Linked DNA regions of Mus musculus: all the other regions are linked to region 2. Evidence: chromatin contacts called from public promoter capture Hi-C data. All regions are on one chromosome and are shown on one strand. The core of a region is the stretch at or near the end of the contact, and the rest is flanking DNA. Distances in the headings are between cores, read along the strand shown. Region 1 holds the start of Ppp4r4 (protein phosphatase 4, regulatory subunit 4). Region 2 holds the start of Atxn3 (ataxin 3). Region 3 holds the start of Ttc7b (tetratricopeptide repeat domain 7B). Region 4 overlaps Rps6ka5 (ribosomal protein S6 kinase, polypeptide 5).

Region 1 (2,700 bases), core at 189-2,688, 1.6 Mb after region 2:
CCGTCATGGTAGGGTCTCTCATGGAAGTGGAAGGCAGATTGCAAGCTCTTGGGGTCCTTTTGTCTTCAGCCCCCACGTGTGGGGGTTACAGGCTCATGCTGGCTTTTTAAAAATTATTATTATTAAATGTGGGTGCTAGGATCTGAATTCATTTCTTTAGAACTGCCCAGCAAGTGTTCTTACTCTTTGAGACATCATGTGTGTGGTGTGTGTGTGTGCATGCCTGTAAGATGGAGTGAGTGTGGAGGTCATTGGACAACTTGTAAGACTCAGTCCCTTCTTTCACTGTGTCCAATGGATGGAACTGAGTGTCAGGTGTGGCACTTTTACCTATGTAAATGGCTGTGCACGTCTGCGTATTGTCAGGCGGTCAAAAGAGGGCCCTGGAATTGGACTTTCAGGGGTTTACTAGTCCCTACAGTAGCGCTAGGTATAGAAACTGTGTCTTCTGGAAGAGGAGCCAGTGTTTTTAACAACTGGGTCATCTCTCCAACCCTTCCCTGTCTTATTTTGACTAGAACCAAATGTAAGCGAGTTGAATCAATGTGCTCCCCTAGAGCAAGAGCAAGGTAGTGCTCCACCGAGGTCTTACACATCTCTTTCTACCCACTGTGCTAAGCACTACCTCCCAGTTCTCTAAGAAGAGCTGCACTCATCATGGCCCAAGTTTTATCCGAAAGGGCTGGCTGTAACCTCTCTTAGTAAATCCTTATTGATTTTTCAGGATTCAGTATAGGTCTTTTTTTTTTTTTTTTTTTTTTTTAAAGAAGGCATTTTGGGACATTTTCCTTCTTCCAACGTCAGGACTGCAGAACTGTATTCGCATATACCTGTCTCCTATCCTCAGGCACACACTAGGCACTAAACCAGCTTGATTTGGCCACTCGAGGGTCCCTAGGCCGGGAGTTGAGTTAGCAGGGGCTTGTCTACACCAGAAGCAGGCCAGCAGAGCAGCCACCAAATAACCAGAAAGTCACTCTCACAGGTGCAGAGGAGCCCAGCACACTGCACACTTCCCCCGCTTCACTCTCATTGGCTCAGCCTGCCCGCGCCCATTTCCCGCCCCCGGCCCGCCTCCTGGCCGCCTGGGGACGCGGAGAGCTCTGCGCACGCGCCGAGGGGCGGGGCTCGCCCCATAAGGGTGGGGCGGGGGCCCAGGGAGCCGGACCAGGGAGCGTCGTTGCGCGGCAGTTGCGTCCTACCTCGCGCGCAGACCCCGGGCGGGGGCGGGGCCGAGGCGGCCGCTGAGGCGGCTCCCTGTTCTGGTCCCGCCCCCTCCACCCGCCCCGCCCCCTCCACCCGCCCCGCCCCCTCGGTGCGCTGCTCTCCGGCTCCCGCCGCGCTCGTGTTCTCGTCGCCTGCGGCCTCTTGCTCTGCTTCCCCGCGGCCGAGAGCGGGACCAGAGAGTCCTTCTGGTGGGCGGCGCGGGGCTGCGCGCGTCCGGCATCCCGGGGCCGCTCGGGCGGGCCGGCGAGGGAGCCCCTCGGCGGTCCATGCATCCGCCGCCGCCCGACGCCGGCGTCGCGATGGATTTCGGGCAGAACAGCCTGTTTGGCTACATGGAGGACCTGCAGGAGCTCACCATCATCGAGAGGCCGGTCCGCCGGAGCCTCAAGGTGCGCGGGACCGAGAGACGCTCCCCTCAGGGCTGCCCGCCGTCCGACTGCCCCTCGGCGCTCCAGCGCCAGTCGCCCTGTCACCGCAGCCGCTTCAGAGCTTCATTCCCTGCCGCAGCCAAGGGTCGGCCTGTCCCTGACCCCTGACTGGAACCAGTCCCTTACCCTGGCTAGAGCTAGCCCTGCCTCCTGACTGAGGCTAGTCCCTTCCTCTGACTGGAGCCGGCTGGGTCCCTTGACTACGGCCAGCCCAGTCTCCGAACTGAAATCAACCTGCCCCTGACTAACTGGAATCAGCCGGGCCCCCCCGACTTGGTCCCCCGACTGCGGCCAGCCCTGCGCCCCACCCGGCTCCGGCCTCCCCCAGGAACGGCCAAGCCGCTGTTCTCGGGGCCAGCCTCCGCAGCCAGCTCCTCAGCCCGTGGTGCTGTCCCAGGTTCTGGTCGCTGGCCCATCCTGGGTTTCACACAGCCCTAGTTCCATCTCTCGCCCGGACGTCTCAGGTCCCATCCTTTCACGGTCCTACCCCCACCTCTGCATAAGATCAAGCTTGGGTCTCCCCGTGCAGCATGGCCTCCTTCACCTTCCAAGGAGAGGCACCCTTCCCAGAGTCGCCCTAGTTTAGGGTTTGAAAGCTTCTCCTCAACCCTTGCCTCCCATCCTGAGTCACCATGCATCCTTTTCCTCCCAGGTCCTCCAGGACTGTAGGCGGGACCCTGCTCCCCAGCCCCCTTGAGGGGAGTCAACCTTCTGTTTCCCCCCCTACCTCGCTCCCCAACCCCGCAGAGTCATCTTTCCAGCCTTGTGGGGTTTCAACCCTCATCCTCACAGATGACAAACCTAGTTTATGGGCCCCTTCCCTACCCTTCTTGCCAGTTCTTCATTACCTTTCTAGAGCCTTTGATTTTCTTTCCGTCTGAGTTCATTCGGTTCCCAACAGGAGCTACAAAGCTTGTCCTTTCTGTTTTATTCAACTCCCCTTTAAAGCATTTCCCAGTGTGGAAAATGTTGTAGCGGCTTGGGGTACTGCGTTGAAGACAAAAAAATATGTGAATATATAGGTAAATATGTTCACATGTGGTAT
Region 2 (2,700 bases), core at 83-2,582:
AGTGTATACAGTGTTCAAAATATAACATGTTTAAAATGGGTCTTATTCCAAAACCTTTGGAAAATTAATTACAAATGAATGTGGGGAGGGGGCCGGGAGGGGGAGCTCACTCAGTCATAGCACGTGGCCATCATCCCAGCCAGCTCTCAGGAGGCAGAGACAGGACGATGGGAGTCTGGAGCCAACTTGGGCTACAAGAAATCCTGTCACAAACTAACTTGTTCCAGTTCCAAAACACTCAAAATGTCTTCTTAAGAGCACTTCATTTAACAACGTCCTTAGATTCACATCATTTTTGTCTTTTTGTTGTGCGTGGATTTTAAACACTATGAGTCAATGCTCCTTTACAAGTGATAAAAACAAAGGCCTTTGCTCCCAACGAAATAATAGTCTCAACTAGCAACCCTCTCCAAACCTAAAATGATTATGAAACATGGTTGTCCGAGAAACACCCAAATGACTTGATAATTGTATGCGAACATAGACCAGTTTCTCAAGATGTCACAGCAATACTTTTAAGCGTAGTCACTTAGGAATTAAGGTGAGGAAGAGACTAAGCCAAATCACACAGTAGAACGATTCTAATCTATCCATAATACCTAAAAACAAAGCTGGCCTCCTGGTCCGGAAAAATGGGAGAACAACCCAAACATCCCCGTAATAAAAACTCTTATGACGACTTCCCTCCGGGGTTTCCTACTTTACTTCCGAAGTGTCAGGCCCTTTAATGGGAAAGCCACGGTCACAACTGCAGAAAGACGTGGGATGGATAATCAAGATCTAAATGCATGGAGCATTCCATTATAGAACTGAGTTGAGAGAGAAAGTTGGATCTGCCAGAGGACAGGTTAGGGGGCGTGGGTGGAGTTGGGAAGGGTCCGCCAGGTGCTGAAAAGGCGACTCGCTAGACTAGACCCTAAGAGAGAAGAGAGAAGAAACCCGAAAAGGTGTGGCAAGTGGACAAGGAACGCCCGCGCTAATCCTCCGGGTGAAGCCCCCCGAAATGCCCAGGCTACCCGCCCGGTCTTCTAGGGCGAGGGTGCCGGGAACGCATGCGGGAGGCTTCACGAGCGGAGCCATGGGGAGAAGGCAGGAAGCACCCCTCACCCAGCCAGGTCGGGATGGGGGCGCTCGGGCCCCGCCTGAGTTCCTGAAGCGGCGTCGCTGCTCCCCACGCCCGCCGCCGAGCCGAGGACGGCTCCCCACCGAACGCCCACACTCACTTTCTCGTGGAAGATGGACTCCATGTTTATTTGTCTGGAGCCAACGGCCCCGGCGCGGAGCAGCCCCCTCCAGCAGCTCCGCCCCCGGCCCCACCCCTCAGCCCCGGTCCGCCCCGCCCTAGCCACGTGCCTCTCGCCAACCAATCACTACTGCGGGCGCACGTCACGAGGCACGCGAACCCGGGAGCACGGGACACGTGACCTGGGCGGCGTTGGTCCTCCCCGCGGCAAGCGTGATGCTGCGGCGCCGCCTGCTGTGCGGAGGAACTTCTCTACGCGGGACAATCTTGTGATTCTAGGGTTCTAGAAGAGAATCCTCGCAGCCAAGTTTTAGGTTCTTTTTTTTCTTTTTTTTTTTTTTTTCCATCTCCACCTTCTTTGGTCCTTTCTCCTCATCTTTATGTGAGCAACTCCTCTCCCACTGAAGACTTCATTCCAGAAGAGGCATTCTCCACATACCTAATATTTGTGTAAAAACTATAGCTAATGTTTAGTTAGGACTGACTTAGAATAGTCCAGTTGTAAGCGCAATTTAATACGGCATTTTTTGATGTGTGTGTGTCTTTTGTAATATTATACAAATAAAGAAATGTAGGTACGAAGAAATTAGCACAGCACACTGTCCAACATAGTTGGCTGTTGGAATGAATATCAGGTCCTGGGGTAAATACGCCATCTCTGAAGGAGGAAGCGTTGGTGAGGAAGTGAAAAATCCAGCAAAATATTGAGTGGCTCGCGCAGGGGATGGGGGTGGGGAGGGGGGGATTGACAAAGATTAAGCGTTGTATTGGGCGTTGTATCTTGTATGGTGGAACCATTTTAGGTTCTTCAATGTAGCAAAGGCCCAGTCTCCTAAAGGCTCATTGTACCTGAAGGTAAGGAAGGCATATGTTGTGTTGGAGGACAGCTGCTCTATGCCAGCCTGTAGCCAGGGTTACATAGGAGGACCCTGTCCACCACCTCCCTACCGGGAAAAAAAAAAAAAAAAAAAAAGCTACAGGCGGTTAAAGATTTTTAAAACTAGAGACATGGGGTCAAATTAGGATTTTAGAGGATCACTGGGGAACAATACTTGAAAGGCATTTGGGGAGAAATGAAGAGACTCTGGTGGTCAGGACTCCAGTAGTGATTTGAGAATGGAGAGAGACCACTTTGAAGCTTTAGGAAACAGAAGACTTTGATGAGGGACTGGGGTGGGATGGGGGTATTGTTAGGAAAGACTTGTGGGTTTCTGCTCTAGGTACCATGTAAAGCAGAAGTGATACTCCAACCAGAAATACTTTACAGAATGAGTAGGGTCTTGGGAAGAGAAGAAAAGGCTTTTAATTTAGAAAATACTGAGCTTAAATATCTCTGCAACTAAAGGTACTTATGATGGTTTGTATATTCTTGGACCAGGGAGTGGCACCATTTGGAAGTGTGGCCTTGTTGGAATAGGTATGACCTGGCTGGAGTAGGTGTGTCACGGTGGGTGTGG
Region 3 (2,700 bases), core at 71-2,570, 1.4 Mb before region 2:
ACCAACCTTAAAGAGGCTATGAGATTTCCCTGTCCGTTTCTGGGTAGTTCGGGGTGAAGGTTGAAAAGAGTACACATGTCCTTCCTTGAATGAGCAGTGTCAGTCCTTCATTCATTCCCTCTGTGATTTGTCTGTCCCACGCCTGCTCAGACAGTCTTGGGAAGCCAGAGGTGAAGGAGGACAAAATCCTCTGCCCTCTCTGCCCAGGCTCCAAGTGCCTGCCTGTGGTTTTGGCGCGTACGAAAAGACAAGCAAATATTAACCATACTTGCTTCCAAAACAAATAAGGCCACGTGGAGTCTCGCTCTGGAATGTGATTTTGGCTGCAGTTTTGGTTTGATGGGTTGGAAGAACCAATTCAGCAAATGGGGTCATTGGCCAAGTCCAGCCGCCAGGTTTCCCAAGTCAGATCCTGGTTCCTGGGCGCACCAGGCCCCTCATCCAATCAGCTCCATTTCCCTCATTGTTAATACAGTCTCATCTTCCTGCCCAGTAACCTTCTCCCAGACTCCCTGACTCTGTTTCCCTTGTACTCTCCACCCTATCCTCTCTGGGTCTGCAGATTTGACACCCAACTGTCTTGACCTCAAGACACAAATCCCAACCTGCCAATGCCACCCCTGACACCCTCCAAGTCTGAGCTCCCTCCTGGGGCCCTTGATTACCATATGTTCACAACATCTCCATCACAGGACCCCTGAGCACACCACACACACTCTGGTGGTCCCCAGATGCCCACAGGTATGTCCCGGGGGGCTCCATACACACACAAACGCACACACACACACAAGCTCCAACTTCTTGGAAGCCCGGGGCTGGCCTCCGGTCTCTGGGGTCGGTGAACCTCTCCAGCCTGCACGTCAGGACTCCAAGGCTCCGACAGGCACAGCCCGCCCGCCCAGCCGCACGCCGCGTGACCGGAGGACCCCGCGTTCCCCAAGGGCCTGGCCCGCGCACACCGCGCGGCCTGCGCCTCGCCGCCCGGCCGCGCCCCTGCTCGCGCCCGGAGCCTCAGGCCTAGCCCCGGAGGCCGCGGCGGTCCCGCAAGCCCCGGTGCGTCCGCGCGTACCGTTGGCGATGAGCTTGGCCGACAGCTGCTTGACGAGCTCGGGGATCCGCTCCCATTGGCACTCGGAGCGGCAGCGCTCGATCTCCGTCTCCAGCCGCGAGCCCGCCTTCCTGGTCGCCATGGCCGCCCTGGCCGGCCCGGCGCGCGCCCGCAGGCCCCGCAGGCCCCGCCGCCGCCGGGCCCCGCGCCGCCTCCCGCTGCGGCCGCGGGCTCCGGCTCCGGCTCCCGGCTCGGCGGCGTAACGGGAACGCCGGCCGGGGAAGGGGCGGGGAGCGGGCGGCGGCGGGCGCGGCGGGGCCCCGGGCGCCGCGAGGAGCGGCCCCTGCCGGCCAGGGCCGGAGCCGCAGCGGGCCGGGGCGGAGGCCGGACAGCAATGAGGAGCGCGGGACGGTGCTCAGGAGCGAACCTGGAGCGGTGAGGGGTCAAGCCAGGGCAGCCACCCCGAGGATGCTCTGGGGCTCCAAAGGCCGGGGTTTCTAGTGCGAGAGGGCGTGAAGGGCGAGCCTGCCTCGGCTGGCCCTGCCATCGCAGGTTGCTTGTGCTGGCCTGCGCCCCTCCTCAGGCTCCCCTCTGCCCCAGGTAGCCTCCGTCCCCATCATGTGGCCAGAAGCAGTGGAGATTCATGCTCCTCCAGAACCTGCCCGAAGTTCCTTAAGTGTGTGTTGGAAGAAAGTGAGGGAGGACGTGTGTGTGTGTGTGTGTGTGTGTGTGTGTGTGTGTGTGTGTGTGTAGCTGCAAGCCCAGATGCCAGCTCCCTTGCCCTCTGAGGAGAATACCAACTCATAAGTGGCATTTCCAGGCCTTGACCTTGTAACTGAGAGCAGGGGCAGGTGTCTAAGCTGAACATTATTTCACTTGTGTAATTTATTCAGTAACTATAGAGTCAGAGGTCACCCACACAGAGCTAGGTAGTGTTTTAGGGCTGTGGAAACGGAACGAAGTGGGTACAACTTTGCTTCAAAGTGGGTATAAAGTTCATAGCCCATTCATGGAAATGAATTAATTAAGCAAAATAAAGTAGCAAATTAGGTTATGGGTTGGTTAAGGATGGTGTTGAAGTGATATTTGACAGTTTTAAAGATGAGAGTCGGGGGGATATGGGAGGTGGGGAGGGCAGATCATTACAGGCAGAGCAAAGGCCTCGGCTTTACTATATTTGGTGAGTTAGAAAAAGGCCAGAGTGGCTGGGGTGGAATGAAGGCAAGGAGCTGAGCAGATGATGTCAGGAGGGTGGGGGTTAGTCCATGCCCGGCCTTCTGGATCATTAGAAAGACTGTCTTTCTTCTTGGTGAGATAGGGAGCCTGCATGTTAGTCAGGCATGCAATGGCAAGGCCTGCAAGTATGGACATGACCAGTATTTGGGAAAGTTGGTCAGGGAATGTGGCTTCAGGGGCAGTGGGGGTGTTGGACTCTGCAATACTGCCTCTGAGGATGGAGCTGTCATCTGGGCAGTACCCTGTCACCAGGTTCATCCTCTTTGGGTGTGTCTCCTCCAGCTTTCCAAAGCTATCAAGTGCAGGCTTTTCTCTCATGCCCTGGGGATAAATGAAGACCAGACTCACAGGCCTTGGTTTACAGGATCAGCAACTGAAACTCAGTAAGGGCCAAGAGGAAAGAAGTACTTGGGACA
Region 4 (2,700 bases), core at 128-2,627, 1.2 Mb before region 2:
CAGAGACTCAGCTAATCATTCAAGCAGTGATAACATTTTATCTTGCATAAGAGTGGGTACAAGAAAAGAGGGCTCAATCAGAGAGAGAATCAGAAACACCCAACGAAGGAGATAGTGCAAGCCAGTGGGGAAAAGAACTAGGCAGAAAAGCATTCTGTTGTTAAACAAGGAGAGCAATAAACACTCAAGCACCAGGTACTCCAAAGAAGTGACAATAGATTCAAACTGAGACATCCTATCAGACCAGCAAAGCAGGGACAAGCTTCATAACTGTGGAGCAGTTGAGAACTGACACTAAAGCACATCAGAGTCTAGGGGGAGAAAACATAGAAACTAGTGGAATAAAAAGCCTATGCAAAGCCCTGTGCAAAGAAGACTTTTCAGTAACTAGAGGACTTGGAACGGTTGGCTGGTTAGCTGGCTGGCTCATATGATAAGAAGACACAAGTATGTTTATGGGAAGGAAAACAGGGAAGGGGGTTAACTCTTAATTAGCCAATTTTTAGTAGGTTTAGAAAACAATCTGATTTGATCTTATTTAATATGCTTAAAATCTTTTAATATACCAACTAGAAAATGTATATTTTATAATCTCATTTTCTGGGACCAACCAAGTAGGATTATAAAATAGCTTTTCCCATAAAACCTTATCCTTGATTATTCAGTATTACAAAACACAATATTCTTGGGTTAATTTAATTTCAGTCAGAAGGTGACAATTGTATGCAGTGAGAAAAAAAGTCTGCTGCTGCTATTTGAAGGGTTTGTTTTCCCCTTTTTCTGTCATGGGAAAAAATATTTATGAAGTAACTTACCAGATAAGCTACAGTTAGGAAGTGCCCAGCATAGTCCTAACAACACACATTAACTGTATGCTAAAGCCTTGACTCCTATCTACAAAGTCCAAGTAGTGCAATTTTAGTAAATGCATGGGAACTTGAAAACTCGGCGAAAATGCTAGCACATCGAGTTCCCTTCAACTGCCAGGTGGTAAACTGCTGTGAAGCTTTTTCGAGTTGTGGTTGGGCCTCAAACCATGTCTCTGGAGAGCACTGGCAGCCGAACAAAGTTATATTTAATATCTGTGCACTTTAAACAACGCTGCCCACTTTATTGCTGTGATCACATACCTCGAAGATGTACTGTACTCTGGGTATATACGACAGCAGTGTATTATCACTTATCCCAGTGATTCTAGAATTATACAACGAAACATATGCAAAACTTATGCAAAAACTGAGTCAAAACAAAACAGTAATGGTCTTTCCCCCCAATACATGTACCAAAATAAGTATAATTTAAAACTAAACTAAACTAAACTTAAACCACTTCAAAAGGAAACAGAAAATTAAGCTTACTAAGAATCTGGCATGAGCTAGAGACTATGTTCAGTTCTCTGACCATGGAAAGCACAGAAACGCCTGATTGGCTGGGCCTGAAAATGTCTTCAGTGAGTTGCTCTGCAACATGCTACAAGCTTTTCTTCATAGCCTGAAAGTAAAATAATACTCTTAGGATGTTTTTCTGTATCTTAGAACTTTTTCCAAAGACCAGAATAACATTTTTCTTAAAACAATGTAGCTATTTATCTTGAATAAAGCATTGCCTTTTCTTTACAATTCACAGAGGAACAAAACAATCATGCCCTCAAAACTTCCATATCTTCCTGTCACCAAATCTACAAATGCACCTGCATCCTCTCCCCAGTCCTTTCCTAACAAAAGCAGCTTTCTTATCAGACACCAGCCTGCCCTGCAGCCCCAGGTAAACTAAATGCTCCCCTTCTCGGGGTTCTTGACATCATCATTTACGGTCTAATGCCATTTCAGTCTCTGTGACACACGGATGTTTCAGCATGATCTAGCATCAGTCATCCTAAAACAAGGAAACAGGAAATAAACCTCCTTGAAGTCCCTATTTCAATCCCCTCCAGAACAAAGTCTCTCAAAAGTTACGGTCCTTGCAATTCACCCTTCAAACATTCCAATCCGACTCTGCCCCACTCATCTTCCACCAGACTGCCCTTAACACAGCTCCTCTGGCCAATGGAGCGGACACTGCATACACACCCCATCCTCTTTAGTAGCCATCCACATCCAAAACCACAAACTGTGAGATTATATCCAGGTTCTTCCTCTGTAGTCTGTCTTAGCAACTCACTTTCTTGATAATCCTTCTTTATTTTTGTTTTTTGTTTGTTTTTCAGTACTTAGTTCTAAATCCTCTCTCTAGAGCATCTCCAAAAGAAAACTTCCCTGCTTACCTGGCTTTAGGGGTATTTATATTTTTGTGACACCAGGATTCTTATTTGAGCCCAAACCTATTTGGGTTTCAACTGATTCTTTTACTCGCTTCTGGGGTAACATTGAGCAAACCACCTGTTGAAGACTGAGTTTCCCAATTTGCTAAAGTAGAATAACAGGACATGATTCACAATGTTACTGTCTGAGCTAAATGAGTTAAAGTACATACTGTAACACATACAGTTCATCATCCATAGTTACTACCACCATATATATATATATCCATCATAATCTGGCAAAGGCTCCTAAAAGTTACCTTAGTTACGATGTTAAACTAGGTTCCATGTTTTCTGCAGAGCTATGTAGTCATCTCTCCTAGTTCACCATCTAGAAATCCTAAAATGACCCTAGTCATTTCACTACCGCTCTTCATACTCTCTCCTCCCAGAGTAAGTAA

Evidence for each region. Promoter capture Hi-C pulls out the DNA fragments that hold promoters and counts their contacts.
Region 1: a promoter capture Hi-C map of pre-B cells shows a contact between it and region 2, with 4 times the contacts expected there. The contact joins the promoter of Ppp4r4 here to the promoter of Atxn3 in region 2. A contact is called at or near these places in 1 of 39 promoter capture datasets (pre-B cells) and 1 of 115 datasets of contacts at active chromatin or transcription factors (astrocytes).
Region 3: a contact with region 2 is called in a promoter capture Hi-C map of liver, with 2.7 times the contacts expected there. The contact joins the promoter of Ttc7b here to the promoter of Atxn3 in region 2. A contact is called at or near these places in 2 of 39 promoter capture datasets (both in liver).
Region 4: a contact with region 2 is called in a promoter capture Hi-C map of pre-B cells, with 2.6 times the contacts expected there. The contact joins the enhancer-like site here to the promoter of Atxn3 in region 2. A contact is called at or near these places in 10 of 39 promoter capture datasets (the 3T3-L1 cell line, 3T3-L1-derived adipocytes, the C10 cell line and 6 more) and 1 of 115 datasets of contacts at active chromatin or transcription factors (astrocytes).

The regions. Positions count from the first base shown.
Region 1 is chr12:103,531,127-103,533,826 of GRCm38.p6, forward strand. Ppp4r4 (protein phosphatase 4, regulatory subunit 4) reads left to right here and starts at 1,439. Exons shown (of 25, transcript NM_028980.3): 1 at 1,439-1,616. The coding sequence starts at 1,494.
Region 2 is chr12:101,956,911-101,959,610 of GRCm38.p6, forward strand. It overlaps Atxn3 (ataxin 3), which reads right to left and starts at 1,333. Exons shown (of 11, transcript NM_029705.3): 1 at 1,224-1,333. The coding sequence starts at 1,247.
Region 3 is chr12:100,519,502-100,522,201 of GRCm38.p6, forward strand. It overlaps Ttc7b (tetratricopeptide repeat domain 7B), which reads right to left and starts at 1,321. Exons shown (of 20, transcript NM_001033213.1): 1 at 1,070-1,321. The coding sequence starts at 1,190.
Region 4 is chr12:100,710,219-100,712,918 of GRCm38.p6, forward strand. The region is part of intron 1 of Rps6ka5 (ribosomal protein S6 kinase, polypeptide 5); the gene reads right to left. Among named protein-coding and RNA genes, the nearest start is that of Rps6ka5, 14 kb to the right of the region's middle. Within about 2 kb of position 1,378, at least 63 of the 459 cell types and tissues checked have an H3K27ac peak or open chromatin away from gene starts, as enhancers often do. A contact at or near this core is called in pre-B cells, where this site is marked.